Linked DNA regions of Sus scrofa: region 1 is linked to region 2. Evidence: chromatin contacts called from public HiChIP or PLAC-seq data. All regions are on one chromosome and are shown on one strand. The core of a region is the stretch at or near the end of the contact, and the rest is flanking DNA. Distances in the headings are between cores, read along the strand shown. Region 1 holds the start of LOC100517477. Region 2 overlaps HSPG2 (basement membrane-specific heparan sulfate proteoglycan core protein).

Region 1 (5,969 bases), core at 2,302-4,801, 39 kb before region 2:
CTATCCGAAGTCACAGCACAAGCCAATTACTTGCTGTCCGATTTCCCATGTCTTATCTCAGCAAGGTGTATGTAAGGGAGTTCCTGCTGTGGCTCAGAGGGTTACAAACCCGACTAGCATCCTTGAGGATGTGGGTTCGATCCCTAGCCTGGCTCAGTGGGTTAAGATCCACGTTGCTGTGAACTGGGGTAGCAGATGAGGCTCAGATCCCATATTGCCGCGGCCGTGGCATAGGTCGGCAGCTGGAGCTCCAATTGGACCTCTAGCCTGGGAACTTCCATATGCCGAGAGTGTAGCCCTAAAAAGCAAAAAAAAAAAAAAAAAAAAAAAAAAAGCGAGGTGTGTGTATGTAAGGACGTATATAAGCCTACACATGACCATCACCCCACCCCCTTAGAGGGAATTTCCCAGGCCCCATAAAGATGAGAGTCCTCTCCCCTCCCAGACTGGCCGCTCTACCTTAAAAGCCCTGAGGGGGCTTGGCAGCGGGGATGTTCTTGTTGGCTGGGGCTCCTGCCAAGCCACACCTGCCCCAGTGCTCCTGAGCTTAGATCTGTCCTAGCTTGTACCTGTCACATGTAGGCTTGGGCAAGTACTGTTTCGGCAGCTGGTGAGCAGAGGGCCCATATCCTTGAGCGTGTCACCCTAGGTGAGGTGACTCACGGTGCTTGGTGCTTGGGTGGATGGAAGGCTGCAGGTGGGGGAGGGCAAGAACCCAGCCCTGGAGAGATTTTCAGCCCTGCAGGCAGGCTGGCCCCAGGCCAGATAAGGGCCCAGGTGAGTCACCTGCCAAGAGGTGCTAGAGGCTGGGACAGATGTCTTCCAGGCAGGGTGGGACAATGACAATTTCATGGCTCTTGGCTCTAGCCGTCCCCTGAATTAAGATGGACTCACATGTATGGCTGCTGGGCTTGTTTCTTTTTCTTCTTTTCTTTTTTTAGCAGCATCCGAGGCACATGGATATTCCTGGGTCAAGGATGGAACCTGCATCATAGCAGCGACATAAGCTGCTACAGTGACAATGCCGGATCCTTAAAACCCTGTGCCACAAGAGAACTCCTGGATTTGCTTCTTATCTGTGATGCTTCCAAGAGCCATGGGGCTGAAAGGACACAGGGACACTCTTCCCAACATGTCAGGGCCAGGTTTGCCAGGGTGTGATGGGGAGGGGAGGGTGGAACAGGGTAACTGCCCAGTGGCAGGAGAGGGGTTAATGAGCAGCTTATGCACTAATGGGGCAGGGTCCTGCAGTCTTGGTGCAGCGGGTATTTCCTTCCCTTCTTGGAGAGCTCAGGGGATTGAGATGCCTTTGAACACTGAGCCTGGGATGGGGAAAGGGCCCCTGGTGGTCTTAGTGGGGAGGAGACAGGGATGTGGGTAGGACTGCAGCAGTGCGGGGAGGGGGGGTGTCAGATGTGAGGAGAGAGTGGGAGGGGCAAGGGCTGATGGAAAGCCCACACTTTGCTGCTGGTTTGGCAATGCAGAGAAGGAGCCAAGGTTGGAGGTGGCCCAGATGGGGCAAGGGTGGGGGCCACTGTGGCTGGAGGCCATGCAGGGAGGGGCACCCCACCAATCCAGGACGTTCTGAGACCTGGCATCCATCCTGCTGTGCTAGGGAAGGAGAGGCAGCTGGCCTGGGCTGGCTGGTGGAGGATGGGAGCTCACTGAGAGACAGGGCTACAACTTCCCTCCAACCTGGAGAGACAGGCTAGACCCTTCCAAAGCGTCTCAGTTCACAGGGTCACTCACTGTGTTCTCACTGACTAAGTGGCCCACCCTCTTCCTTGCTTTAGTGCTTAGGTTCTGGAGCTAAAATGCTGGGTTTTATTTCTTTGTTTATTTTTATTTTTTTGTCTTCTTTAGGGCTGCACCTATGGCATAAGGAAGTTCCCAGGCTAGGGGGTCGAATCAGAGCTGCAGCCAGCCACCAGCCAACCCCATAGCCACAGTAACGCCAGATCCGAGGCGTGTCTGTGAGCTACACCACAACTCAGGGCAATGCTGGGTCCTTAACCCACTGAGCAAGGTCAGGGATCAAACCTGTATCCTCATGCATGCTAGTCGGGTTCATTACTGCTAAGCCACAGAGGGAACTCCAAAACACTGGGTTTTAATTCTGGCTGCTGGGTGAGCTTGGGTAAGTCTCTTACCCTCTCTGAGCCTCGGTGACTTCATCTAGAGAACAAAACACCTACCTCCCCGGGCCTTCGAGGACTAAATGAGAGGGTGGCTATGTGGCCTGGCACAGATCATGTCAGGTTCCTTGACACATAGTAGGTGCTCTGCCATGTCCGTTTCTCAGGGATGGGTCTAGGCTTATGGGGGGGGGGGGGCAGGCAGCTTCCCCATACTCTCCCCCACCCGTGTCCTGGGGCTTGGAGTCAGCTGGACCCAGGCCGGCCAGGCCTGAGTCCAGGCTGGGCCCTGAAAGCCCAGGATCTAAGGGCAGAACCACCCTCCCCCCACCAGGGGAGGGGGCCCTCCGTCTCCACCCCATTCTGGCCTCCCAGCCTCTCCTGGCTCTGAAGGCCTCTGTGGCCCCCAGAGGACCTCAGAAGCCCCTGGAGTTGGGGATGCCAGAGAAGGACATTCCTGGTCTTATGGGACCCAGCCTGGCTTTCTGGGAAGATGAAGGAATAGCACATTCCTCCTGAAATAATTGTCCTGGAGCTATTTCCAGAGGCTCTTAATGCCCAGGCCAGAAATGGCCAGTGATCTCGGCGCCTGGGTACCTTCAGGGCAAACGGCACACAGGCCCAGCCCTCTCGCTGGCTGTCTGCCCGCCTGCCCAGCCCCCGGCCCGGAACAGAACCAGGCCTGGCTGAGGCCCCACAAGGAAACAGTTGCCATGGCTTCCCTGGCCCACTGAGTTGCCCTACACACCTCTTCCTCCTTCTCAGGGGGTCCCCCTGGTCCCTCCTCTTGGCTCCCTGTCTCAGTGGCTATAACCAGCCCATCCCAGGGCAAAAGGCCAGTCCCTCTCAGAGATCGTGGGCTGGGAAATGTCTAGTGGAGGCTTCCATGTAAACGTGCTTTGTGCTCCTGGAGCTGATCATTAAGAAACGTCAGATAAATCCAAAGTGGAAAAGATACTCCAAAACAATTGGCCTACATTCTTCAAACCCGTAAATGTCAGAAAAGACGAAGAAAGACTGAGGAGGAGTTCCCCTGTGGTGCAGCGGAAACAAATCTGACTAGTCTCCATGAGGATGTGGGTCCGATCCCTGGCCTTGCTCAGTGGGTTGGGGATCCAGCATTGCCATGAGCTGCGAGTGGGTCACAGACTCGGCTCGGATCCCATGTTGCTGTGGTTGTGGTGTAGGCCAGCAGCTGCAGCTCTAAAAAAAGAAGAAAAGAGAAAGAAAGAAAAAAAGACAGACAGACAGACAGACAGACGAGGAACTTCCAGGCTGAGGGGGACCAAAGAGACCTGAAAACGGCAATGCTTGATCGGGAATTGGCTCATGGGTTGAGGATATTGTTGCCATGGAGAACATCGGGGCGGGGGCGGGGTGGGGGAGTAATTGGTCAAATTCAAATGTGGACTGTGTATTAGCTAATAGCTAAGAGCGCTCTCTCAGTGTTAACTGTCCTGTATTTGATAACTGAACAGGTAAGAAAAGGTTCTTGTTCTCCCAACACGTAGGAGAGTCACACTGAAGTAGTCAGGAGTAAAAGCTGCTGTTATCTGCAACTTACTCTCAAGATAACAACAATCAGTGTGTGTGTGTGTGTGTGTGTGTGTGTGTGGTTTGTGTGTGTGTGTTGATAAATGCAGCACTATGTTTCTAATTAGTAGATTCGAATAAAAAGTACATGCAAGTTCATTATCGCTTACATTTTCAGTAAGTTTGAAAATTTTTCAAAACAGAGAGCAAAAGTGTATTTTCAGTACTTGTGGGAATGAAATAATGGAGAGAAATGATGGAGGGCAAAAACCATGAGATTTCGAAGGGGAATCTTGTTCATTCATTCAAGAAACAGGACCTAGATGCCCCCTAAGGACCAGGCCCCAGTGAGAGAGGGACACAGGAGTCCTGAAAGGAATCCACGGGCTCTAGCCCACCGTAGCGTAAGTACCCAGCCCGGGATCACTGACAGTGAGGCAAGAAGAAAGGAAAGAAAGTGCCGTTATGCTGTGGATCACCCAAAGGGATAACCTTTTAGGGAGACTCAATAGATGTTGGCTGACCCAACGAGAAAAAAAAGGTAACTGATGCTGACCACAGCCACGACAAGAGTTATATTAGGCCGGGCATAGAACTTCCTGACTCTCAGCATAATTAAATACGAGAAAAACAACAGGGAACACTGGAAAACGTCCACCCCATCTTCACTTTAAAAATAGGGCCCATCTGTCCTGGAGAACTTTGTGTGCTGCTGGCCCTGGGGCAGGGGCCTGGCCAGGGTGACCCCTGGAGGCATCTCCCAGCTCCAGGATTCCATGATTCTATGACATGGCCAGCAGTCTGGAGTGGGGGCATGAGGTTATTCCCCAGTGGAGAACCAGAGGAGGGCTAGGTCACCTACCTCCTGAAGGAAGAGTAAGAGTGGGGAAGGGCCCTTAGGGCAGGTGGGGCGCAGCCAGCCAGGAAGGGAAGGGAAGGGTGGGGACCGTGGGGGGTCAATCCTCAGTCACCTCCCATATTTCCGGAGGAGGAGATGGGGTGGGCTCAGGCCGGGATTGGAAGAGGCAAGAGTCTGGACATTCCATGCGATTCAGACCCAAAGGACAAGGGCAGCTGAGGGGCCTCGGGCTGGGAGGGGGCAGGCAGCTGTTTTCTGGGTGGGACAGGCTCAAATATTGCTCCATCCTCTCTAGGCAGAAGTGGAAAATTAGCATCGGACTGGCCGTAGTGGGAGAGAGAAATCAGAGCCTTCCTTCTGGTAAGGGGGAGTACTGGGGACCTAGGGGACAATGGGATTGGGGGTGGGGCCTAGGGACAGGAGGTGGGGATAAACGGAGCAGAGCCTGGTTAGGCCCTTGTCCCTGTAAAATGCCCACTTTGGGACCGAGAGGAGTAGGCATCCCAAAGCCCCCTTCTCTTGTGAGGGGGACGGGAAGATCCCCTACTGGCAGGAAGGATGAAGACCAAACATCCTAGAAGGTTCTGTCTCACAAGTCCAGCCCCATTCGTAGACTAAGAGCACCCCCTAGCCCCACCCCTCCCCCGTTTGAGGTTCCTAAAGTCAAGATCAGCTTAGTTACAGGCTTAGCAAGTCCCCTTCTCCATCTGGTTCTCCCCATCCGTGCCCCAATCCAGGCAGGCAGAACAACAGGTGTGGTGAGAATTCTTCCCTAGTGGATGGCAAGGGGGGGGCCAAAGTCACCCCGACAACATGGCGTTGTCTTTCAGCAATCATCAGACACACCCAAGATAGCACCTTGGTCCCTACCACTTACAAGGCAAGTCCCAGCATCTCTCTGAGCCTGTTTCCTCATCTGTCAACTAGGAATAGAATAGGAACGACCTCTTTGATTTGTAGTGAGACTTACAAGTAAGGCACAAGCAAAGGGCTGGGCAAAGAGAGAGGGCATGTATTGTTTTGTTTCTAAGACACTTTTTTAGAATCAGGGTGCACCGTGGAGTTGATGATTAACTAATGCCTGGAATTCCACCATTAGAGACTCAGTCCTTGGCCTTCGTGATCAGCTGGAGTCCCCGCTTAAAAGGTGGATGGGAATTTCAGACTGTAGGCTAGAGCTAAAGGGAAAAAAAGACCAGCCATTTTTTCTAGGGCGCCCTCTGGCCTCGGCTGTTCTCAGGGTCTTGCTTACCTCCCCTTCTCTTGGCCTTTGTGCTTTCTGATGAACAGGGTATCCACTTTGCAGTTTGAGAGTCCCTGGGCCTGGGGGGAGGGCTGGGGGAGGGAGAAGGGGTCGTGCTGGCCCTCTGGAGACAGAGGGGACACCTGGAGAGAAAGCCTGGTGGGAGGGGGCAGGGAGCCAAGGAGAGACAACACGACTC
Region 2 (6,645 bases), core at 1,389-3,888:
GGCCGATCCTGGAGGTGGGGAGCGGGAGGAGGTCTTCCAGCACTTCCCTATATGGTACCGTGTTTCTGCGAAGACTTTTCCATTTGGCTCCTGCAGGAAGGCCTGCCTTGTGGACAGGGTGGAGCAGCTGCCTGGGCTCTGCGTGAGCAACGTGCAGCTGAGGGGGGAGCCTGGCGGATGGGGGACTCCCAGAGAGGGCCGTGTGCCCAGGTGAAGGTGCTCCTTTGTGCCCCAGGGATGTGTGTGCTTTGGCCCAGTGGGCCCTCCACTGTGGGCGGGCCCAGCCAGGTCCCCTGCCCCGGGCTTCCTGGCACCCTCTCCAGCTCTGGCTATTTTGGGCCCTGGCTGTGCTCAGGCACGGGGAGGGATGGGTAATCCTGCCCAGACCAAGGATGCTGGGGGCACTCCCTGGACCTCCATTCCAGCCTCTGACCACTGTAGCCTCTGCTCCTGGCCTCAGCCTCCAAAGGTCATGGTCAGTGGACACCGATGGGACACTGGCTCCACCAGCAAGGACAAAGAAGGGCACCAGATAAACCTTTCCCCTCAGGGCATTTGTGTTCTCAGTGTCAGGAATAGTTGTGCTCCTTCTAAGCAACGAGTTTGTTTTTACCTCCTGGGACCCAGAATCCAAGGACCGGTCAGGTTTCCTTCTTCGCACTGGCCACAGGAGAGCCCAGAACCAAATGCTTTGTTGCTTTCCCAGACATCCAGAACTGACCACATGCTTTCTGTCTATTTGCCTGGCTCCAGGCTCTGTCTGTCTGCTGTACTCGAGTTTCTCTTAGGTGTGTTTAGTTAATTTTCTCTGGCTGTTATGTGTACCTCTTTGTAAGCCACTTTGAGTCTTTCTAGAACAGGCTGGTGGGGAGGGATAAACAGGTGAGTGGTGGTGATGATGAAGGGAACGCATTGCTAGTTGGTTCCCTGAAGTCTGCTCCTCGTAATTCCCTCCTCGAGCCCCGCCCTCTGTGCTGGCAAGACTCACAGCCCAGACTGTTCGAATGGTAACATTCCAGGATTTCAAATGGCAGCGCCAGAAAGAACCTTTGGGATCATCTAAGCTTAAAACTTTCCAACTTATTAAGCTATCAAACCCTCGTTTCAATCACAAGTATAGTATTTTGATTAGTTATTATTATTATTATTTTTTTTTTTAGGGTTGCAGGTGCGGCATGTGGAGGTTCCCAGGCTAGGGATCTAATCAGAGCCACAGCAAAGCGGGATCCAAGCCGTGTCTGCAACCTACACCACAGCTCACGGCAACACCAGATCCTTAACCCACTGCATGGGGCCAGGGGTCAAACCCGCATCTTTAAAGATACTAATCGGGTTTGTTACCACTGAACCACAACAGGAAATCCAATTAAATATTTTTTTTAATAATTATTTTTATTTTTTCCATTATAGCTGGTTTACAGTGTTCTGCCAGTTTTCTACTGTATAGCCTGGTGACCCGGTTATACATACATGTATAGAGTATATTCTTATAGTTTGATAAATAACAGCAAACACTTATAGAGCCTTCATCATGTGCTAGTGCCATTTTCCATCTTTCATTTAATTTTCACAACAGGCCTCTGGGGCAGATTCTATCAAGATAGATTATCATGCCCATTTTATAGATGAGGAAACTGAGGCACAGAGATGGGAAGTGACTTGCTTACAGCTAACCAGGGACTGAACCAGACGTATTTTATATAGAAGGTCAGACTATAAAATGGGAAAAGGTGGATTTGTTTTGATTGAAGCATGTATTTGGGACAGGGGGCCCAAACTCTACCTGTCCCCCCCCAACCCCTCACCCACTCTCTAAAGTGGTCCCTGAGGCTGCTGAGTTCAGGCTGGAAATTGGCGATCTAGGTCTAGTGCATGATTTGACAGGGAGCCTGAAGCCCTGTCTGAAGCCCAGAGAGGGGAAGGGACTTGCCCAAGACCGTGGGGTGAGCTGGAAGCACATCCTCCATCCCTCACGGCCCACCTGCTGCCTGGAGGACCACCAGCCCCTCCAATGCTCGGCTCCTTTTGTCTCCAGGCCTAAGAGACACACCTTCTCTGTGGTCCTAGGGCACCAGGAGTGATCAGGTGCTCGGCCAAGTGTCCTGTCCCCTCTGAGAGGACTCATCCCCTGTGAGGGCAGCTGACGGCCAGGGAGGGGAGGGGCAGCTCCTGTCTGTGTTTCTTCACCTCAGAAGAGAGCGTACCCTCCTGCCACCAGCTAGCTGTCCCTCAGCCTGCCTTTCCTTTGTCAGCACCTCAGCCCATGGGGCCTTGGAGCTTTTCTGTCTTCAGGAACAAGCTTTTCAAAACCCTTGTGGTGGTGGTGTTCTCAAAATGTGTTCAGCGGAACCCTTGTCTGCATGAAGAAAGGGTTCCGAATTAAGTAAGTTTGGGAAACCCTAAACAGCTGTCCTCCTTCTTTCGTCATAGTGTTTGGGACATTTAGAATGGAGGGAACCGACTCAGCTTTGTGGATCAGCCTTTCCCTGAGGTGTTTGTACAACCCTCCCCCATACCCATTCTTGTCCGGAGTTAGTTTGCCTGGACTGGACATTAGTCACGAGGAGAGGGGACGGGGGCCCTTCCAAAGGAAGAGCGCCCTTCCTCTTACTTCCAGCTTTGTTGCCCACAGGCCTGTCTTCAGCCACGGGCTTGGCCTGCCTGCCCCTCCCCGCCTCCAGGAAGCAGATGAGGAAAGCCCTGGGGGCAGGGGGAGCTGGCCTTTTTGGCCGCAGCTGTTGGACTGCCGTTCCAGCCTGTTTTTTCCTGTTGCTGATGCCCACGGGAGCAAGCAGGAGTGGAGTCACCGAGGCCCGGCTGTCTGGCTGCCTTGCAGAAGGCCCCGGACCTGGCGCTGTGGGCCTGCTCGCCTCCAAGACTCCCGCCCATGCCCTGGGATGCTGGTCTGGGCAGTGGACATGTCTGTCCCCAGTGACCAGCTTCTCGTCCTCCCAGAGATGGGCCTTCTGGCTGGAAAGCTCCAGACGTCAGAGATGGCAGGGGGTGGGCTCGGGTGGAACAGAGTTCCTGGTTTGGAACCAGGGGTCTGGCTTCAAGTCCTGGCTCTTCCAACTCTGTGGCCACGGGCAAGTCACCTTTCTGAGCCACAGCCTCTTCATGTGTAAACCCCACTCATTCATTAATTTAACAAATATTATTGAACATCTGCTGTGTGCCAGGGACTTTTAGAGGCTGAGATTCAGCAGTGAGCAAGGTGGACCAAGTCCCTGCCTTCCTGGAGCTGATGTTCTCCTTGGGGAGACAGATGATACACATAAATATAGGGGAGACAGTAGGTGGGGAGTTGCTCTGAAGTAAAAGTTAAGGGGGTAACAGAGAGCCAACCCCAATGGATCCTGGACCTGGGGTGTAGCCAGGGTGGGTCTCTCAAAAGGTGACATTTGAGCGGAAGCCAAAGGAAGAAGAGAATGTACAGCTAGGGGTCATGTCCCAGGCAGAGGGCACAGCAAGTGCAAAGGCCCTGGGGTGGGAGGTGGCTTGGCAGGTTTGAGGACTATGGAGACAAACGTGGGGACGGCTCAGTAGGAGAGGAGGTCCAGAGGTGTGTATAAGTGTCTGTGTGTGTGTCGGGTCACACAGGGCCAGGCTGGCCATAATAAGGGCTTGCTTTCGAGTCAAGAGCGGTGGAAAGCCCTAACCTAGTGCGTTCAGCTTCGCTGTTGTTAGTGGTGTCTCCTTTCATCAAAAATGTGAAACACGCCCCCCATCCTCCCATAGGACTGGCACTTTGCTAAGGACTTCATTCATGAAGTCGGGGGGTTGTGACCCCAGAAGGCACAGGCACAGCCGACCAGGTTGGCGCGGCCTCAAAGGCCCACAGACACGCCAGTGTTCCATGGCGACAGGGCCACCCACGAGCCAGAGAATCTGAGGATCAAGCCGGGCTGCGGGCAAGAGGCAGGCACGTGAACACCGCAGGCGCTGTTGGCACCAACAGTGCTCAGCGGATAATGTTCAACCCACAAGGGGACCTTCTGGCCGGGCTCCCGCCACACTGGCCCCACCTGGCACATGGGTGGGACAGGGACATTTCCCTTTAGCTTCCTCCCTGTAAGCTGCAGGCAGCACGCTCAGCACCAGGAAGGCCCATACGTGGGGCTTAGGAGCAGGCGGGAGTGTGGGGAGTCTGGGGGGACCGGGAGAACTGGGCTCTGTGACCAGCACCATGGCAACAGCACAGAAAGGGGACTGCTCTTGAAGTGGAAAAGCCCACTCAGGGCTGGTCTCCTTTGATCCTCTGCCACCTGGCACGCAGTGTCCCACTGCCGCACCTTCCTCCTGCCCAGTACATGCTCTCTCTCCGCTCTCCATCCTCCTTAGGAGAAATCACCTTCAAATCCAGCTGAATTGTCACTTCCCCTGAGAAACTTTCCACAACCTCCCACCCAGCCTCACTAAATGGGGGGACCCTCCCCTGGGCTCTCCCAGCCCCATCCTTCCTCTGCAGAGTTCTCCGCACACCGTGTTATCATTACTCGGTTTAGTGGCCGGTCTCCCCTAGGAACACAGGGCTCTGGGTCCATCTACTTCATTTTCTCCCCAGGGCCGGCACCTGGTAGCTGCTCAGTAAATAGCGGTCACAGTGGCCCAAACTGAACCTAATGGGGCAGGTCTGATTTGTGATGCTTTTTAACAGGTGAGGGAACTAAGACCACCCGGCTAGAAAGTGACCAAGACGGCCTGGAATCAGGAGTGTCTACCCTCTCTGCCCCACCAGCCACATGTCTCTGAGACTCACGATAATTGCTCTTGGTTGGCCATGGTAGTAGCAGCCCCTTTGGGGTGCCCACCCCAGCTACATCAGAGGGGTCTTTGAGGCAGAGACAGGTCAAGTCCACCAGCAAAGGGCCAGATGGATTTAGGGCTCTTCAGCCCACTTCCCAAAGCAGCTCTCCCCTCGTTCTCCTTGCCTCTCCCAACAACCCTGGGGAGGAAGCCAACAGAGCCGGGGGTTTTGCCCCCATCTTATCACCAAGGAAACTGAGGCCTGGAGGATCAGAATCCAAGGGCAAGGTGTCCTAGGATGTGACGTTTCGCTCCTTTCCTTGGGATGAGGTGTCACGGGCCTTGATTTTACCAGTGGGGAAATAAAGCCCAGGGATGGTTCTGGCACGTGCTGGCTGTGAGATCTTGGGCGAATCCTCACTTTCTCTTTCTCAGCCTTTCTTTCTTCTGTCACATGGGCTAAAATCCTACCTCAGGGTTGTTGGGCAAGTTCATTCATTCATTCATTCATCATGCCAGTCAACAGATTTTTTTCTTTTTCTTTTTCTTTTTTTTTTTTATCTTTTTAGGGCCACACCTGCAGCCTATGGAGGTTCCCAGGCTAGGGGTCCAATCGGAGCTGTAGATGCCAGCCTACGTCACAGCCACAGCCACACCAGAGCCAAGCTGTGTCTGTGATCTACACCACAGTTCACAGCAACACTGTATCTTTAACCCTCTGAGCCAGACCGGGGATCGAACCTGCATCCTCATGGATACTAGTCGGATTTGTTCCCGCTGAGCGACAGTGGGAACTCCTCAACAGATGTTAATTGAGCACCTATGATGTTATCTGTTCTAAAGATGCCACAGTGATCAAAACAGATACAGGTCATTGCCCTCCTGGTGTTTTTGTCCACATCGACTGAGATGGCTGTCATTTGCTAAAAGGGAAAGGTGTCACGGGGCTTGTCCGAGACTCCCTAGTGAGTTTAGGGTAGAGCTGGAATGAGAAACCCCAGGGCCAGCTTCCCACTCCCTTGGCCTCTCTTGAAGGCCCTGATTGGGCCTCAGTGCTCCTGTGGGGCCCTGGTTGGACTGCTGCCTGTCCAGGTTCCAGGCTGTGGTACAGAGGGCAGGGGTCAGAAAGAGGGACCTGCTGGCAGCTATGCCCTGAGCTAGCACAGGGCCCCTGCTTTCAAACTGGATTTCTTTGCCTTTGCTGTGTGACCTTGGGCAGAGGACTTCACTTCTCTGAACCTCTTTCTTAATCTCTAAAGTGGGGGAGCCACCCATATCTGCCTGACGAGGTTGCGGGTCTGCTCGAGATAAGCCTTGGAGCGCCCTTATCTCAGCACCTGCCCACGGGGAGCACTTGAGGAGCCTCGGCCATTCTCCTTGTTGGGGACCTGCTGTTCTTCCTGGCCACCTGGCTGGCAAAGGGCCGGCCGCCCTGGGAGCCCGAGTGTGGGAAGCTGCCAGGCCTCCCGAGTGGCACGGGCAGTGCAGGCATGCCAGAGGAGGCTGTGGCCACCTCCTTTCCGGCCCGGCGCCCCTCTCAGCCTGCCAGGGGATTAAAGGCCTTTTGGCCTTTGTGTCGGGCGCTCCCGCCCCTGGCAGTTTGCACAGCAAAGTGCTGTCCCGACAGATTCCTTCCCCTTTGCCATCTGCTGCCCCGTGGACAGGGTACCCAGCGGCCTGGGGGCGGGGCACGGCACCTTGACCCTATGTCTGGGGCCTGGGTTGTAACAGAGAGAGGGGAGCACTTGTGGGGTTACCTGGGAGCCTGCACAGTAGCAGAGTGGGAGGGGGAACTTGCCTGGGGTCTCAGGGGAGGGTCAGGTCCCTCCCTGGAGATTTGGGGGTGGGGCTTGGATCACAGCATCTGCTGGTTCCTCTGCCGAGGATGGGGGCAGGGCA

The links. HiChIP or PLAC-seq counts read pairs in DNA pulled down with a chosen protein or histone mark.
Region 1: an H3K27ac HiChIP or PLAC-seq map of skeletal muscle shows a contact between it and region 2. The contact joins the promoter of LOC100517477 here to the enhancer-like site in region 2. A contact is called at or near these places in 8 of 47 Hi-C or Micro-C datasets (embryonic fibroblasts, epiblast stem cells, fetal heart ventricle and 5 more) and 1 of 2 datasets of contacts at active chromatin or transcription factors (skeletal muscle).

What each region holds. Positions count from the first base shown.
Region 1 is chr6:79,970,950-79,976,918 of Sscrofa11.1, reverse strand. LOC100517477 reads left to right here and starts at 3,551. Exons shown (of 3, transcript XM_021097836.1): 1 at 3,551-4,544; 2 at 4,823-4,887.
Region 2 is chr6:79,930,319-79,936,963 of Sscrofa11.1, reverse strand. The region is part of intron 1 of HSPG2 (basement membrane-specific heparan sulfate proteoglycan core protein); the gene reads left to right. Among named protein-coding and RNA genes, the nearest start is that of HSPG2, 25 kb to the left of the region's middle. Within about 2 kb of position 2,638, at least 17 of the 83 cell types and tissues checked have an H3K27ac peak or open chromatin away from gene starts, as enhancers often do. A contact at or near this core is called in mesenteric adipose tissue, omental adipose tissue and skeletal muscle, where this site is marked.